2 separate regions of the Hordeum vulgare genome follow, and region 2 is linked to region 1. A link is a contact called in public Hi-C data. All regions are on one chromosome and are shown on one strand. Each heading gives the region's core, a stretch centred on a gene start, on an enhancer-like site or on the middle of the called end of the contact. The rest is flanking DNA. Distances are from core to core; before and after follow the strand shown. Region 1 has its middle 15 kb from the start of LOC123412889. Region 2 holds the start of LOC123413581 (LRR receptor-like serine/threonine-protein kinase EFR).

Region 1 (7,529 bases), core at 752-3,251:
GGGCAACTCTCTTTTTAATTTTAATAAATCAAGATCCTTTGAGGCGGACTTCGATAACAAAACAATACGATAACCCAATTAAGAGTGTTTTTTTGCCAAAAGGCCTAAGGCCAAATTAAGAGCTTGTTAAGAGTTGTTAATTAGTACCCCATTCGTGAAGAAATATAAAAATCGTTTAGATCACTAAAGTAGCGTTCCTATATTATTTTTACGGCGGGAGGGCGCACTTGTTTTCCAGCATTACAAAAACTGCATTTCTAAATTGTCTTCCATGTTATCAGTTGTGTGTGTTCTTGCCGATCGAGTAAAGGGTCAGCAGCTGTCTCACATGCCCATTTAATAACTAGAGAAGGTGCTATTCGCTCTGTTGGTGGAGGTGGAGTAGAGCGAGCGTCGTTTGCTTGGAAATTTGTCCACACGAGATACGACCAGTTTGCATCACAAAGTAGCACTATAATATTTTGCTGGTGGCGGGTAAGGATACCGTTATTACATGTACGGTGACTCTGAGTGGACGGCGAAACGACACGGCCGGCGCGCCGCACGGCGCCGTGGCAGCACTCATGCACGCCGCTTCGCTTCGGCCGGATCGGCGCTCGTACCACGGCCGGTGCGGCGCGCCGTGCACGCACGTAATATACCCGTACGTACCGTCGTCGCCGATGCAGGCAATTTAAATTGCCCTAGCTCGTGCCTCTCTCGTGCAAGAAGCGAAAGCAAAGTCTCCGTCCGGCACTTCTCCACCGCCTCCTCACCCCTCGCGCGTCTTCCCTTCTGATAGCTCCTCCCCGGGCGACGGCGGCCACCATGGATCTCGCTCAGGGGAGCATCACCGGCAGTTCGTTTGTTTGTTCGTTCTATACTCTGGTAAGTAGTGTGTGCTTCGTTCCGTGCTGCTCCGTGCCTATGGGAGACTGACAGAAGAGAGCGAGCACACGGCGGAGGCCGGCGTCGTGGAGACGCCGGCCCCCACGCGTGCTCCCTCCTCTTTCCGTCGGTTTCCGGCTCATCGGCATCGAGGAGCTGAACGTACCGATCGTGGGAAGAAGGAGAAACATGGTCGACGTGACCAAGCTCATCCTGATTCCATTCCGTCTTGCTTCGTGTTCTTTCTGCTTGACTGATTGTATGCTCTTCTGTGATCGACTGTTTCCCCCCCACTATTTTCTGTTATTTTAACTCATGACTTCATAATTCAAGCACAGTGTGCACATATAAACGGTGACGGCCAATGGTACAACATGCAGATCTGCGGCTAGTTCCGTACATCTTCGGCGATGAATTTTCGGTCCTGAAAAATAAGGCAAACTACTGGTGCTGAATTTCATTTCAGTACCGTTCTTTCACTGCATTGATCGGCCACACTTTGATATCTGTTCACGTTTTGTTTCAGACCATTCGGGCGACGCTGGCAGGCATTATGAACTCGTTTGATGCAAAGAGTTTGTTGTTAAAGAATCTAGCTTCTCTGAAGCATCCAACTTTGGTCCCTCCATGAAAGTGTTCACCGGATTGATCTATGCAGTCCCCGAGGTCAAGTGTCTCTGTCAGGATGCACTCCTGTTACCAACTCAACTGATATTTAAGTATACACCGTACAGTTGCAGTACTAATGATTCTTTTCAGAGACCTTTTTCTTTCTTTTTCACCCTTTCCCTTGTCAATGTTTACTTGTGACACTTTTTATTCCTTAACTATCTCCATTCTTCTACGCATCCCATCGCCCATGTTTATGCAAAATCTTATAGCTGCCATATAGGTAGCAGACTTGGACAAATTCTGTCAAGTCCAAAAACCACCTTCACATGCATGATTGGATGCTTACCAACTAACATGTGGCATTACCTACCATGGGGACATCCTAACGGTTTCCTGTAAGATGCATTGCGCGGCACTTTAGCTGCAAGTTTTGCAAAAGCAGTGGCTTTCACACACACGCTTTGTGTCGTTCGGAGGAAAGAAGGGATCTACCTACCTTGCACTGCAATGCATGCATGTTAATTAGTTCCACCATGATCGTCGGTCAACATCAGGTAACAAACTGCTGTTGCGCAGGGACCGGTGGAGTCCTGCCAACACCAAGCATGGGTCTATTTTATATACCAGCAGTCTACCACCGAACTTTACAAAACGTTAACTTGACACGCGCAACCATATAGCCTGCCAAACTTGCATATTTCAGCTAAAAAAAGTGATGGTTGAAGGGGGAATCTTAGGTAATCTAGTTTGGTCATCTCCATGTGATTGGGAATAGTTTTGGAAAGAAGGTCATTTCTTTGGAGAAATACAATACAGACGCTTAGAACACACATGCGCATCATATCCTTTTGAGCATCTATGAGAGAGGAAATGCATAAAGTGATAATTGACATGCATCCCCCCGAAGTATGTGTTCGCCCGGATTCTCGTGATAGGATCCACATGTATGTTTGGACAATTGGATGGTGACAACTATTACCTTTTTTTTTTTGTTATTTTTGGATGGTTGCCAATGTTTTGACAATTCCCATGGACTCTAGCCAACGCCAATTCAATCTTTTCGTCAATATTGATTATTGAATAAAATTTGGGCGACCAAAAACTTAATCAAATATGGGCTAGCCAAGTTTTGATCGCATGGCTACGACCAAACCAAACACACCCCAGGTAACAAACCATTTCATGTCAAAAACAAGTAGGCAACTTTTTTTTCAAAAAAAGAAAATTGCCGAGCTTCTACGACAAAAAGATATTTTTCTATGCAACTCACAAAAAGAGTACAGTAAAAACGACACTAATTGTATTCATGTTTATAAATTGTAGTTGGAACAAAAAAATGTGATTACAAATCAAGACCGGGTAAGATAAATAACTTGTTAGCTTGACAAAAAATGATAAATAATCTATTAAGGGCTAGTTTTGGTCATGGAAGTCTCATCTCTCTTAACTCTACGAGAGATTGATCTATGGGGCAGAAGATTTACTTGGGATAATGATTTACCTAATCCAACTTTTGAGAAGTTGGATCGGATTCTCACTAGTGTGGATTAGGAGCAGAAATTCCCTCTTGTAACAGCACGAGCATTACCGCGAGCGATTTCTGATCATACCCCTTTGGTTGTTGACTCGGGTGACGCTACACATGCGGGCAACAAGATTCTTTTTCTTTTCAATCAGCTTGGTTTGAGAAAGAAGGATTTGTGGACCTAATAGCTAGAGAATGGGCTAAGGAAACTGGGGGAGCATCGAATGTCGATCGTTGACAAAACAAAATTAGACACCTGAGGCAGTTCCTAAGGGGCTGGGCTAAACATGAGAGCGGGAGATATAGGAAGGAGAAAGAAATACTTCTCAATCTTATTAACGATCTAGACTTAAAAGCCAAATCCACGATGTTAGATGACAATGGGAGGTCATCTAGAGCAGATGCATAACTAAGTCTTAAACAACTTCTTCGAGAAGAGGAGTTGAAATGGGCACTTAGAGCAAAAGTGCATCAGGTGGTTTATGGTGACGACAATATGCAGTATTTCCATCTCACTGCGAATGGAAAACATAGAAAGAAAAAGATTTACCAGCTTGAGCAAGATGAGGGTACGATCATTGGACACGAAAATCTGAAGTTGTACATCTCTGAGTATTATAAGCGTTTATTCGGAGAGCCTCATGACAACTTTGTATCCATGGATGAGGAGATGGTCGGTGATATTCCTCGGCTTGGGAATGACAAGACTGAGATATTAAACGCACCATTTACGGAGAAAGAGATGTTTGAGGTAAATTCACAAATGAAAAACAATAAGTCACCAGGTCCGGATGGATTTCCGGCTGAGTTCTATAAGAAATGTTGGCATATTATTAAATGTGATTTACTTCCAATGTTTCAAGACCTGTTTAATGACCACCTGCCGCTTTTTTACCTTAACTTTGGGACAATCACGTTGTTGCCAAAGAAGGAGGGGGCGGTGCGTATTGAACAGTTTCATCCTATTTGCCTATTCAATGTGGGTTTCCAGATTTTTCCAAAGGTTGTGACGAATAGATTGTCGCAGATTGCGCATGCAGTGGTGCAACCTAGTCAGACGGCGTTCATGCCGGACAGAAACATACTAGAGGGTGTGGTTGTCCTACATGAAACACTGCATGAAATTCACTCGAAGAAGCTAGATGGGGTGATCTTCAAGGTTGATTTTGAGAAAGCGTAAGATAAGGTTAAATGACCTTTCCTACAACAAGCCTTACGTATGAAGGGAATTGATGAGGTATGAAGGAAGCACGTCGAATCATTTGTATAAAAAGGTAGCGTTGAAATTAAAGTCAATGATGATATAGGACATTTCTTCCAAATGCACAAAGGGCTCCGGCAGGGAAATCCAATGTCCCACATCCTATTCAATGTAGTTGCACACATGTTGGCAATACTATTAGGGAGGGCCAAAGAGGAAGGACAGATTGGTGGACTAGTACCACATCTAGTGGATGATGGTGTGTCTATCTTATAATATGCTTATGACACTATATTATTTATGGAACATGATATTGCAAAAGCCAGAAACATGAAACTTATTCTGTGTTTATTCAAACAGTTGTCGGGACTGAAAATTAATTTCCATAAGAGTGAATTGTTCTGCTTTGGGAGAGCGAAAGATGAACAAGCCACATATAAACAACTATTTTGATGTGAACTGGGAAGCCTACCGCTTAGATATTTAGGTATACCAATTCACCACCGTAAGTTACCAAACAAAAATGGAAATGTGTTGAGGACTATTTTGAGAAAAATGAAGCTGCTGGAAAGGTAAGTTATAAGGAAGAAAGCTCATGCTGATTAACTCAGTTCTCACGAGCATGCCGATGTTCCTTCTGTCCTTCTTTGAGGTACAAGAAGGGGTATGGAAAAGACTGGACTTTTATAGATCTCGATTTTTCTGGCAGAGCGACGAAGTTAAGCAGAAATATTGGCTTACTAGATAGGATATTATTTGTAGACCTAAGGACCAGGGAGGTTTGGGAATTAAAAATTTAGAGGTAAAGAACATATGTCTGCTAAGCAAATGGTTGTTCATACTATCTGTGGAGACGAAAGACATGTGGGTACAAATTCTGCGTAATAAGTACCTACAATCTAAAACCTTGGCTCGGGTAACAGTGAGGCCCAATGATTCTCCTTTCTGGAAAGGCTTGATGAAAATGAAAGCGACATTTTGCCACAAAGCTAAATTTATCATTGGAGATGGTAAGTCTACGAGATTCTGGGTGGATACGTGGCTGGGGGATACGGCTCTAGCCATACAATATCCATCGCTGTATAATATTGTTCAACGTAAGGAGGCATACGTTGTCACAATGTTACAGTCTAACCCTCTAAATATTCAATTCTGGAGAGCTATAATAGGGCATAGATTGGAGGCATGGTTGCACTTAGTCACAAGACTCATGGATGTTCAGCTATCAGAGGAGGCCGATAGGCTTCAGTGGAAGCTAATGTCTACTGGCATCTTTACTATCAAGTCGATGTACTTGAGCCTCATTGATGCAACAACAATGCCCAAGTCCAATCATATCAGGAAGGTGAAAGTGCCTTTGCATAGCAAGATCTTCTTGTGGTTTGTCCACAAGAAGGTGATCCTTACCAGAGATAATTTGGGAAAGAGAAATTGGGAGGGAAGTAAAATATGTTCCTTCTATGACAATAATGAGACTTTCAAACACCTTTTCCTCCATTGTCCGTAAGCAAAAATCCTATGGCAAACAGTCCGTATAGCATTTAATATTACACCGCACGATAACATTGGTACATTGTTTGGGATGTGGCTAAATGGGGTTGACTTAATTATTGACAGATATATTCGTATAGGAGTATGTGCATTAATTTAGGCTATATGGAACTGCAGGAATGATGTCACCTTTAACAGATTATCAAATATAAATTTCTTGCGGGTACTCTAGAGGGCATCGACGTTGATCCGTACATGGTCGTTACTCACTCCCGCGTTAACCTGGGAGCCTTTGATTACTGGGTCTATTCGATAAGATGGTAGCTCGGGATATCTACAGCCGGATTGAATGGCGGTCTAGTAATAGGATAGAAGTTTAAAATCAAAGGACATTCAGAGAACAAATAACTATAATTGGGGATTGGACGATGACATGGAAGGCATTTCTTATTTTGCCATTGAGAGCACACCGAATAGACCCACCATGAAGAGCTCCTTAGACGATAAGGTCATTTTCGATACCGATGACACATGCAGTGATAACTTTATATCTTAATTACCATAATCTAAATGACCAAAGCTATCTGATGGGGTTATAGTCCCAGGGTAGGGTCAAAGGCCTGCACTATAGGTCCTACCCATGGACTACCCTTCATAAAGGAAAAGGCCCTTAGTCAGTTCCGACTGAACTAAGGACTCCCCCATCATCCAGTCGGTGACGAGCATTCGGAGCGTATTTAACGTACCGACTGAATTCCACTCTGTACATTGTAACCTCCTAGGAGGGCAACGGTCATACGTTTTCATACACCATTATTAGCATTTAAGGCATACATTACCTGTAACGTAGGCATTTATTCGTCACTACTCCACCCCTGTCCATCGGGCCGTTGTGAAGGGCAGCGCACTCTATATAAGCCGACCTTCCCCACTGGTGCAGGGGTTGGCATTTATTGTAATCCCATATTCCACTCGACACTAAGCTCCCAAGAGCACTGAGACGTAGGTCTTTTACCTCCACCGTAGAGGGGCCTGAACTCATACAACCTCGCCGTAGCTAAGGCTCTGCCCATCCTTTCGTACCCTACACATCTACTGTCAGACTTATACCCACAACAGTTGGCACCCACCGTGCGGCAGGCGTCTAAGCGACTTCCGGCGAGTTTGCAACTTCATCTTTTCATCATGTCGTCCGGCGGAGATTTATGCATGGGTCGTGAGATCCTCTTCGGCGCACTCTCCGTCATTGTCGACGATTCGGCATGGCTTTGGGATGCGCCTCTCGACGTCGAGGCGCTTCCCAGTCGCAGGGCTACGCACTTCCGTGCCGGTTCCCGCGGCATCCTTCTTCTCCAGCAATCGGCCCCGGTGTCGATCTTCGCCCCCGTCACGCGCCACAACAAGTGGTCCCGTCGTCCGCGGCTTCAGCGTTGGGTGCGACACGCCCAGGCGCGACAGAGCGCGTCTTCTCAAGTGGCGGTCCTCGAGTCGGTTGTGGTCGCGCCGCCGTCCCAGTGCTTGGACTCAGTTCCGACTGAGTTACCTTCCGAGTACTTGGGTCGCCCATGAAAGTCCCCACCGGACTGGTCGGAACGAGCACGAGGTCGGCGAATTGTCCGGCGCTCGCCGTTAACACCACCATTCTGCCAGTCGACGCACTCGTTAGAGCAACGTCGAAGTGTTCCGTACACCCATCCTCAACCTGGCTGCCGCTGCCAAGATAGCCGATTCCCTCCAACCGACTGATTCAGAGGCTGGTAGAGGGATCGAGCAGATTCGTGCCCTGTTGCACACGGCGCAACAGCAGAATTCGGCGGTCTCCCAGTCGCACAA
Region 2 (7,634 bases), core at 5,058-7,557, 75 kb before region 1:
GTGTTAAGCAACAAAGACACCTATGATGGTATAATCCAAAAGTCCACAAATAGGGGTGTTTCTTTGGGCTTATAAGCCAAGTGAAAAAGCCAAAGTTAAGCCCAACCAAACACCCCTTAGTGTGATTATCTTCTTCGGCGAGCATATATATACAAACATGTTTACAAAAATAAAACGCTAATTTATGACCACTTACCATTTTTATCCTTGCAACTCCATTGGTGAAAACATGATCTATCTGTATTGGAACTTATTGACTAAAAGTGACGCAGTATGCACTAATGTAGGTTTGTAATTTTTTGGAGCTTCTTATATTGAAAATACATGTCTGGCCTTTTGCAGGAAACGTAAACACAATGGGTCTCGGCATCCTTGTTCTATCGGTGCTCTTAGGATTGTTTTATGGAGCAAGTGACATTAACTGCTCAACAGTTCATGGTAACACCACAGATCACCGTTCATTGCTTGATTTCAAAGGGGCCATCAGAGCGGACCCAAGAGGAGTGTTGCGCTCTTGGAATGAGAACATCCACTACTGTATGTGGCCGGGCATCAAGTGCAGCACATGGCACCCAGAACGTGTTACGGTGCTAAACCTTGCCAACCTGAGCTTGGCAGGCCAAATCACACCTTATCTTGGAAATCTAACCTTCCTTAGGGAACTTACACTATCCAACAATCTCTTCTCTGGCCACTTGCCCCCTCTCAATCGTCTTATAAGATTAAGGATCATTGATCTACATGACAATTTGTTGCAGGGGAACATTCCCAATGCACTTACAAATTGTTCTGAACTCGTGGGGCTAGACCTCTCCTTTAACATGCTAGTGGGTTCAATTCCCCAGAATATAGGTTCCCTCTTCAATCTTATAGGAATAGACCTTTCCAATAATAGCCTCACAGGAAACATTCCACGAACGTTCGGCAACAACAGTTACTTAGAAGAGCTACGACTTACCCACAATCAACTCAAAGGAAGCATTCCCGAAGATCTTGGGAAATTGCCGAATATGGGGGTGAGCCGGGCGGTGTATCTTGGTCAGAATAGGCTATCTGGTAGAGTTCCAACAACATTGTTTAATCTATCGAATCTTATAATACTAGACTTGAGTAGAAATACGCTAAGGGGCACACTGCCATCCAATATCGGTAATCTATCTGTCGCGCTTCAATGGCTATTTCTGGGTGCAAACAACTTGTCCGGGACAGTGCCACCGAGCATTGGGGCCCTAAAGGACCTAACCGCTTTAGATCTTGGAGGAAACAACTTCGTTGGACCAATACCGTACTCCATTGGCAATCTGGCAAAGTTACAGAAGCTCTACCTTTCCAATAATCATTTTGACGGTTGGTAACGCAGCGACAATGCTTGACTGCCAACAACTTGATTCGACTGGTTGGCCGAGCCAAGGGATGTTGTTTGTTGTGCGAGTGCAATGGCCTGACGAGGGCTCTGCACCTCCGTGTCCATGCATGGCAGCACCAGAGTTTCTCTCAGCGGGTGTGGTTTGATCTGTTTGCATTGCATTTTTCATTTTCTTGTTGTCCTTAGATGCTTACTACTTCCTGTACACCTAAATAATTGTAGTCGGAGAGAACTCCCTAACTACAATTATTTAGATGCAGAGGGAGTATATTTTTCAGCGGGTTTGTCACATGCATGTGTGTGTGTGGTATGTACTGTTTCTGGCTGTGTGCGTCTCGTTTGTATTCGTATCATTTAGAGAATGCAATAAAAGGCCTCCACAACAACAACAACAATCAAGCCTTTCAGTCCCAAACAAGTTGTGATAGGCTAGAGTTGAAACCCATAAGATCTCAAAGCCAAGTCATGGCTCTGGAACGTGGATAGCTAACTTCCACGCACCCCTGTCCATGGCTAAGTCTTTGTCGATATTTCAAACCTTCAGGTCTCTCTTAACGGACTCCTTCCATGTCAAGTTTGGTCTACCACGACCCCTCTTAACATTCTCAGCACGCTTTATCCGTCCGCTATGTACCGGCGCTTCCGGTGGCCTCCGTTGAATATGTCCAAACCATCTGAGATGATGTTGGACCAGCTTCTCTTCAATCGGTGCTACCCCAAGTCTCTCTCGTATATCGTCATTCCGTACCCGATCCTTCCTTGTGTGACCACATATCCATCTCAACATGCGCATCTCTGCTACACCTAACTGTTGGATATGTCGTCTCTTGGTTGGCCAACACTCCGCGCCATACAACATCGCAGGTCGGATAGCCGTCCTATAAAACCTGCCTTTTAGCTTTTGTGGCACTCTCTTGTCATAGAGTACGTCAGAAGCTTAGCACCACTTCATCCACCCAGCCTTGATTCGGTGGCCCACGTCTTCATCGATATCGCCATCCTTCTGCAACATGGACCCCAAATATCGAAACGTGTCTCTCTCCGGTACCACCTGCCCACCAAGGCTAACCTCTCCATCCTCGTGCCTAGTAGCACTAAAACTGCACCTCATGTATTCAGTTTTAGTTCTACTAAGCCTAAAACCTTTCGATTCTAGAGTCCGCCTCCATAACTCTAACTTTCTATTAACCCCCGTTCGGCTATCATCGACTAGCACCACATCATCCGCAAAGAGCATACACCATGGGATATCTCCTTGTGTATCCCTTGTGACCTCATCCATCACCAAATCAAAAAGATAAGGGCTCAAAGCTGACCCTTGGTGTAGCCCTATTCTAATCGGAAAGTCATCGGTGTCGCCATCACTTGTTCGAACACTTGTCACAACATTATCATACATATCCTTGATGAGGGTAATGTACTTTATTGGGACTTTGTGTTTCTCCAAGGCCCACCACATGACATTCCGAGGTATCTTATCATAGGCCTTCTCCAAATCAATGAACACCATATAAAGGTCCTTATTTTGCTCCCTGTATCTCTCCATCAGCTGTCGTACCAAGAAGATGTCTTCCATGGTAGACCTCCCAGGCATGAAACCAAATTGGTTTTTGGTCACGCTTGTCAACCTTCTTAAGCGGTGTTCAATGACTCTCTCCCATAGCTTCATAGTATGGCTCATCAGCTTGATTCCGCGGTAATTAGTACAACTTTGAACATCCCCCTTGTTCTTAAAGATTGGTACTAAAATACTCCGCCTCCATTCTTCAGGCATCTTGTTTGACCGAAAAATAAGGTTGAAAAGCTTAGTTAGCCATACTATCGCTATGTCTCCAAGGCCTCTCCACACCTCGATGGGGATACCATCAGGACCCATCGCCTTGCCTACTTTCATCCTTTTTAATGCCTCCTTAACCTCACTCTCCTGGATACGCCGCACAAAGCACATGCCGGTATCATCAAAGGAGTCGTCTAGATCAATGGTAGAGCTGTCAACCTCTCCATTGTAAAGGTTGTCAAAGTACTCCCGCCATCTACGCTTGATCGCCTCATCCTTCACAAGAAGTTGGTCATCTCCGTCCTTGATGCATTTGACTTCGCCGACATCCCTCGTCTTCCTCTCCCTAATCTTGGCCATCTTATAGATGTCCCTTTCGTCTTCCTTAGTGTTTAAACGTTGGTAGAGGTCCTCATACGCCCGACCTCTCGCTTCACTCACCGCACGCTTTGCAGCCTTCTTCGCTACCTTATACTTCTCCATGTTAGCTGCACTCCTGTCCAGATATAGGCATCTGAAACAGTCCTTCTTCTCCCTAATAACCTTTTGTACCTCATCGTTCCACCACCAGGTGTCCTTAGCTTCCCTTCTACTTCCCTTTGTCACCCCAAACTCCTCTACAGCGACCTTTCGCAAGAAGGTCGCCATACTCGTCCACATCAAGTTTGCATCGCCTCCTTCCTCCCAAGGGCCCTCCTTAATGACCCTCTCCCTGAAAGCCTGGGATGTGTCCCCCTTGAGCATCCACCACTTCGTTCTAGCGACTTTGGCGCGCTTATCCCATTGGACATGAATCCTAAAGCGGAAGTCAGCAACCACAAGCTTATGTTGAGGGACAACACTCTCTCCAGGTATCGCTTTACAATCAATGCAAGCGCGTCTGTCTTCTCTTCTAGAGAGGACAAAATCAATCTGGCTAGAGTGTAGACCACTACTGAACGTCACTAGATGGGATTCTCTCTTCCTAAAGAGGGTGTTAGCTACAACCATGTCGTAGGATAGAGCGAAGCTCAGGACATCTTCTCCTTCTTGGTTCCTGATGCCATAGCCAAAGCCCCCATGCACCCTTTCAAAACCTATGTTAGATGTACCCACATGGCCATTGAGGTCTTCTCCTATGAAGAGCTTCTCACCAATAGGTACCCTCCTAACCAAGTCCTCCAGGCCTTCCCAGAACTCCCTCTTGGTGCTCTCATTGTGGCCTACTTGCGGGACATACACGCTGATAACATTGAGGACTAAGTCCCCAACTACCAGCTTGACAAGGATCATCCGGTCTCCTTGCCTCTTAACGTCCACAACTCCATCCCTAAGGCTCTTGTTGACCAAGATGCCTACTCCATTCTTGTTTGAAGTTGTCCCCGTGTACCACAACTTGAAGCCGGTATCCTCCACCTCCTTCGCCTTTTGTCCCTTCCATTTGGTCTCTTGGACACATAGGACATCAACACGATTCCTCACCGCCGTATCAACTAGCTCCCGTAACTTACCAGTCAGGGACCTTACGTTCCAGCTACCTAAGCGTATCCTCCTAGGCTCGGCTAACTTCCTTACCCTCCGCACTCGTCGAGTCAAATGCGAAGACCCTTGCTTATTTTCACTACATCGGGGCGTCGGTGCAGCGCGCCACTAAGGATGCGGCGACCCGACCCTTGCTCACTTATCACCGTATCCAGATCAAGATACGGTGCGCCACCAAGGGGGTGACGGCCCGACCCTTGCCCATTTGACACCACACCCGGGTTCCGATGTGGCGCGTCGCTAAGAGGGTTACGCCCCAACGAGTTTCCTTTGGGTTTCATCTCCATAAGAGTGGCTGGATTTTTCACGTTGGCTCGCCATGCTTATCACAACCCTTCTCCTTTACCCGGGCTTGGGACCGGCTATGCTGAGACAACATAGGAGGAGTTAATAAAAGGCCTCCATTTGAAAAAAACAAAATGGTGGCCGCTCCTGAAAATAATTGTATTGTGGGGGTGGGGGGTGGGTGGATTGGTTACCGCGAGCCTAGAAGGTAGCGGCAGCTTGCTCAAAAAAAAGAAGGCAGCGGCACCTCGTGTGTACAAGAAAGCAGAGCGAATTCAGTCAGTCACCTCTTCTCGTATGACAAAGGGTATTCGAGCATATTCTCCTTCACTCCTCTCACATATCGTTCCTCGGACCGAGTTCCTTTTCTGTATCCATGATCCATCCCGCGGGAACATTGAATACATCTTTCGTATCGCCAGTTTTGTTCTTGTTTCTGCTTCGCCGCTGCCGGAGGGGGCGCCGGCAAACCCGCGCGCGCCCCGAGGATGGTGGCGGCGGGGCCCCTCGCGTCGGCCCTCGGGCTATGGCGGCGGCGCCTCGCGTGGCGGTTGCGGGATCCGGTGATCTCGCCTATCGGAGGGCGGATCCGGGGCTCCATGGCCGGATCTGGCGAGGCTCTCGGCCCTGGTGGTAGGGAGCGGCAGCTGGGCGAGGTTGAGCTGGTCGGCTGGGCACGAGCAGTGTCCAGGGCGCGCGGTGCAGTGGCCTTGGCTGGTGCGTGGCGGCCATGCTTAGCGGTCGGTGGCGGTGGATATCCAGCGCAACTCCGAGAGAAATCCTTGCTCCGGTCTTCATCGGAGCCGCGACGGCGACGCCCGCGGGTGCCGCTATCTTTCTTGGAAGCGTCGTTGTGGAGGTGTGTTGTTCCTCTTCGTCGGCCGCTGCCCGCACCGCCACCTGCGCCCCAGGTCCTGATCTGTGGGCCTCTATCCTGCGGATTCTTAGCGGTGCCGGCCTGGTTGCCGGGGCCTTACTGGCGGGTGAAGCCGGTGGAGGAGATTCGGATTGGGGGAAACCCCTTGGTTGGCCCAGGCCGGCCGTGCCGACGACGACGCTCAAGGGCGTCGTTATTCTTTTTGGAGACGTCGGTATACATCTGCTCCTCTGCTCCTCTTCCTTGGCTCTCGGGTGAAAACCCTAACTCCGGTGGGCGGCGGCGGCGTCCTTGATGTCGTGACCTTCCTGAAGGCGTCGCCTTGAGGGCTGAATAGTGATGGGCACTGTGTGGGTCCTGAACGGCTGGTGGTGGTGGGCACTGCTTCGGGGGAAACCCTAGGATCTGGTCTTCCAGATCGAACGATGGCGGTACTGCGGTGCCGTTTCTCTGTTGGGAGCATCGTTTGTGGAGCAGCGCTGGTAGACTGTGGCAGAAGGTGGAGCGGCTTCGTCTTGCACGGAGTTTCGGTGGAGCTGTCAAGTCATGCCTGGCCAACAGGTGCTACGCAGAGTCATGTCTGGTTGGTAGGTGCTACGCACGACAGATCTTTCGGAGACTTCACATCTGGATGGATGAACGCAGGGCAGTGACGCCGTTGGGCGTCGTGGTGGCGTCGGCGGATGATTGGACTGGCAAGGATGATGCGGATCTCTTTCCTGAAGATGGGCCAATGGTTCGAGGATGATGGCGGCTGGTAAAACGTGTGCGTGAGGTGTGCGTTTTAGGTGTGCTGCACCGTGTGTTGCTCCCGATACGTTATGTAGATGGATTGGAAACAACACCGGTCTTAGATATGCGGAGTGAGAGCACTCCACATTATCGAGTTTGTATGTGTGAGTGTTGACTTTAGGTGATTTGATGTATACTCTTGTTAAACCTTTGTGGAATAATTAATAAAATGGCTGCATGCATCAACTGATGCAGAGGCCGGGGGTTTAACCTCCTTTTCTAAGAAAAAGAAAAGGGCCATCTCACAAAGCTCCTACCATAGAATAAAGTATGTGGCGCCTCTCCTCTTTGTGACGGCCTCTCTCATGTCATGTCTCGTTCAGAGGGTTCCTGTCAGAAGGATAGAATAAATCTTGACCGGAGGAAGAACGCGCGCGGACACGATTAATGGAGCAGCCATTTGTTCACGAGGTTGCACAGTCAGTAAGCCGTTCTCTCTTCCGGGCCGGGCCCCGATAATCTTGCCCACCTCAAACAGCGACGCAAGTGGTGGCGAACGAGTCAAGGTCTCCGCTGCCAGATGCGGCCCTGGCGTGTGGACGTGAGGACGCTGTACATGTGTTCTTAATCCCCATGATGGGGGCCTGAGCTTGCTTCAGCAATCAGCACCCAACTCACAAACCACCACCACCACCATCCGGCGAAAACCGTAGCAGAGAAGGCTGCCGCCTGCCGTGCCGTGCGCTCCGGCCGAGCAAGCTAGCAGAGGTGCGTACGTATCTACTCTCCTCCCAGTACTGAGTAATCATCTGTACTTTGGCTTTGGACTTGCTGTTGAAAGTGCATATGGTTTACCCTTTGCGGCTTTGCAGGCGACAGACTTAAATTCATGGCAACACGGAGATCCCTGGAACCGAGCACGCTTGTGCTGCCAGCACTACTGTTACTGCTGTTTTATGGAGCTGGTAACGCCTACTGCTCCGTGGTTTCTGGTAACACCACGGATCGACGTTCATTGCTCGATTTCAAAAAGGCCATCACAAAGGATCCGACAGGAGCCTTGCGCTCTTGGAATG

The links. A called contact is a pair of places that touch in the nucleus more often than the background predicts.
Region 2: a contact with region 1 is called in a Hi-C map of leaf, with 3 times the contacts expected there. The contact joins the promoter of LOC123413581 here to the enhancer-like site in region 1.

What each region holds. Positions count from the first base shown.
Region 1 is chr7H:610,938,028-610,945,556 of MorexV3_pseudomolecules_assembly, reverse strand. No RefSeq gene overlaps it. Among protein-coding and RNA genes, the nearest start is that of LOC123412889, 15 kb to the right of the region's middle. Within about 2 kb of position 2,001, at least 2 of the 3 cell types and tissues checked have open chromatin away from gene starts, as enhancers often do. A contact at or near this core is called in leaf, where this site is marked.
Region 2 is chr7H:611,017,237-611,024,870 of MorexV3_pseudomolecules_assembly, reverse strand. It overlaps LOC123413581 (LRR receptor-like serine/threonine-protein kinase EFR), which reads left to right and starts at 6,307. Exons shown (of 2, transcript XM_045106514.1): 1 at 6,307-7,326; 2 at 7,431-7,634. The coding sequence starts at 7,448.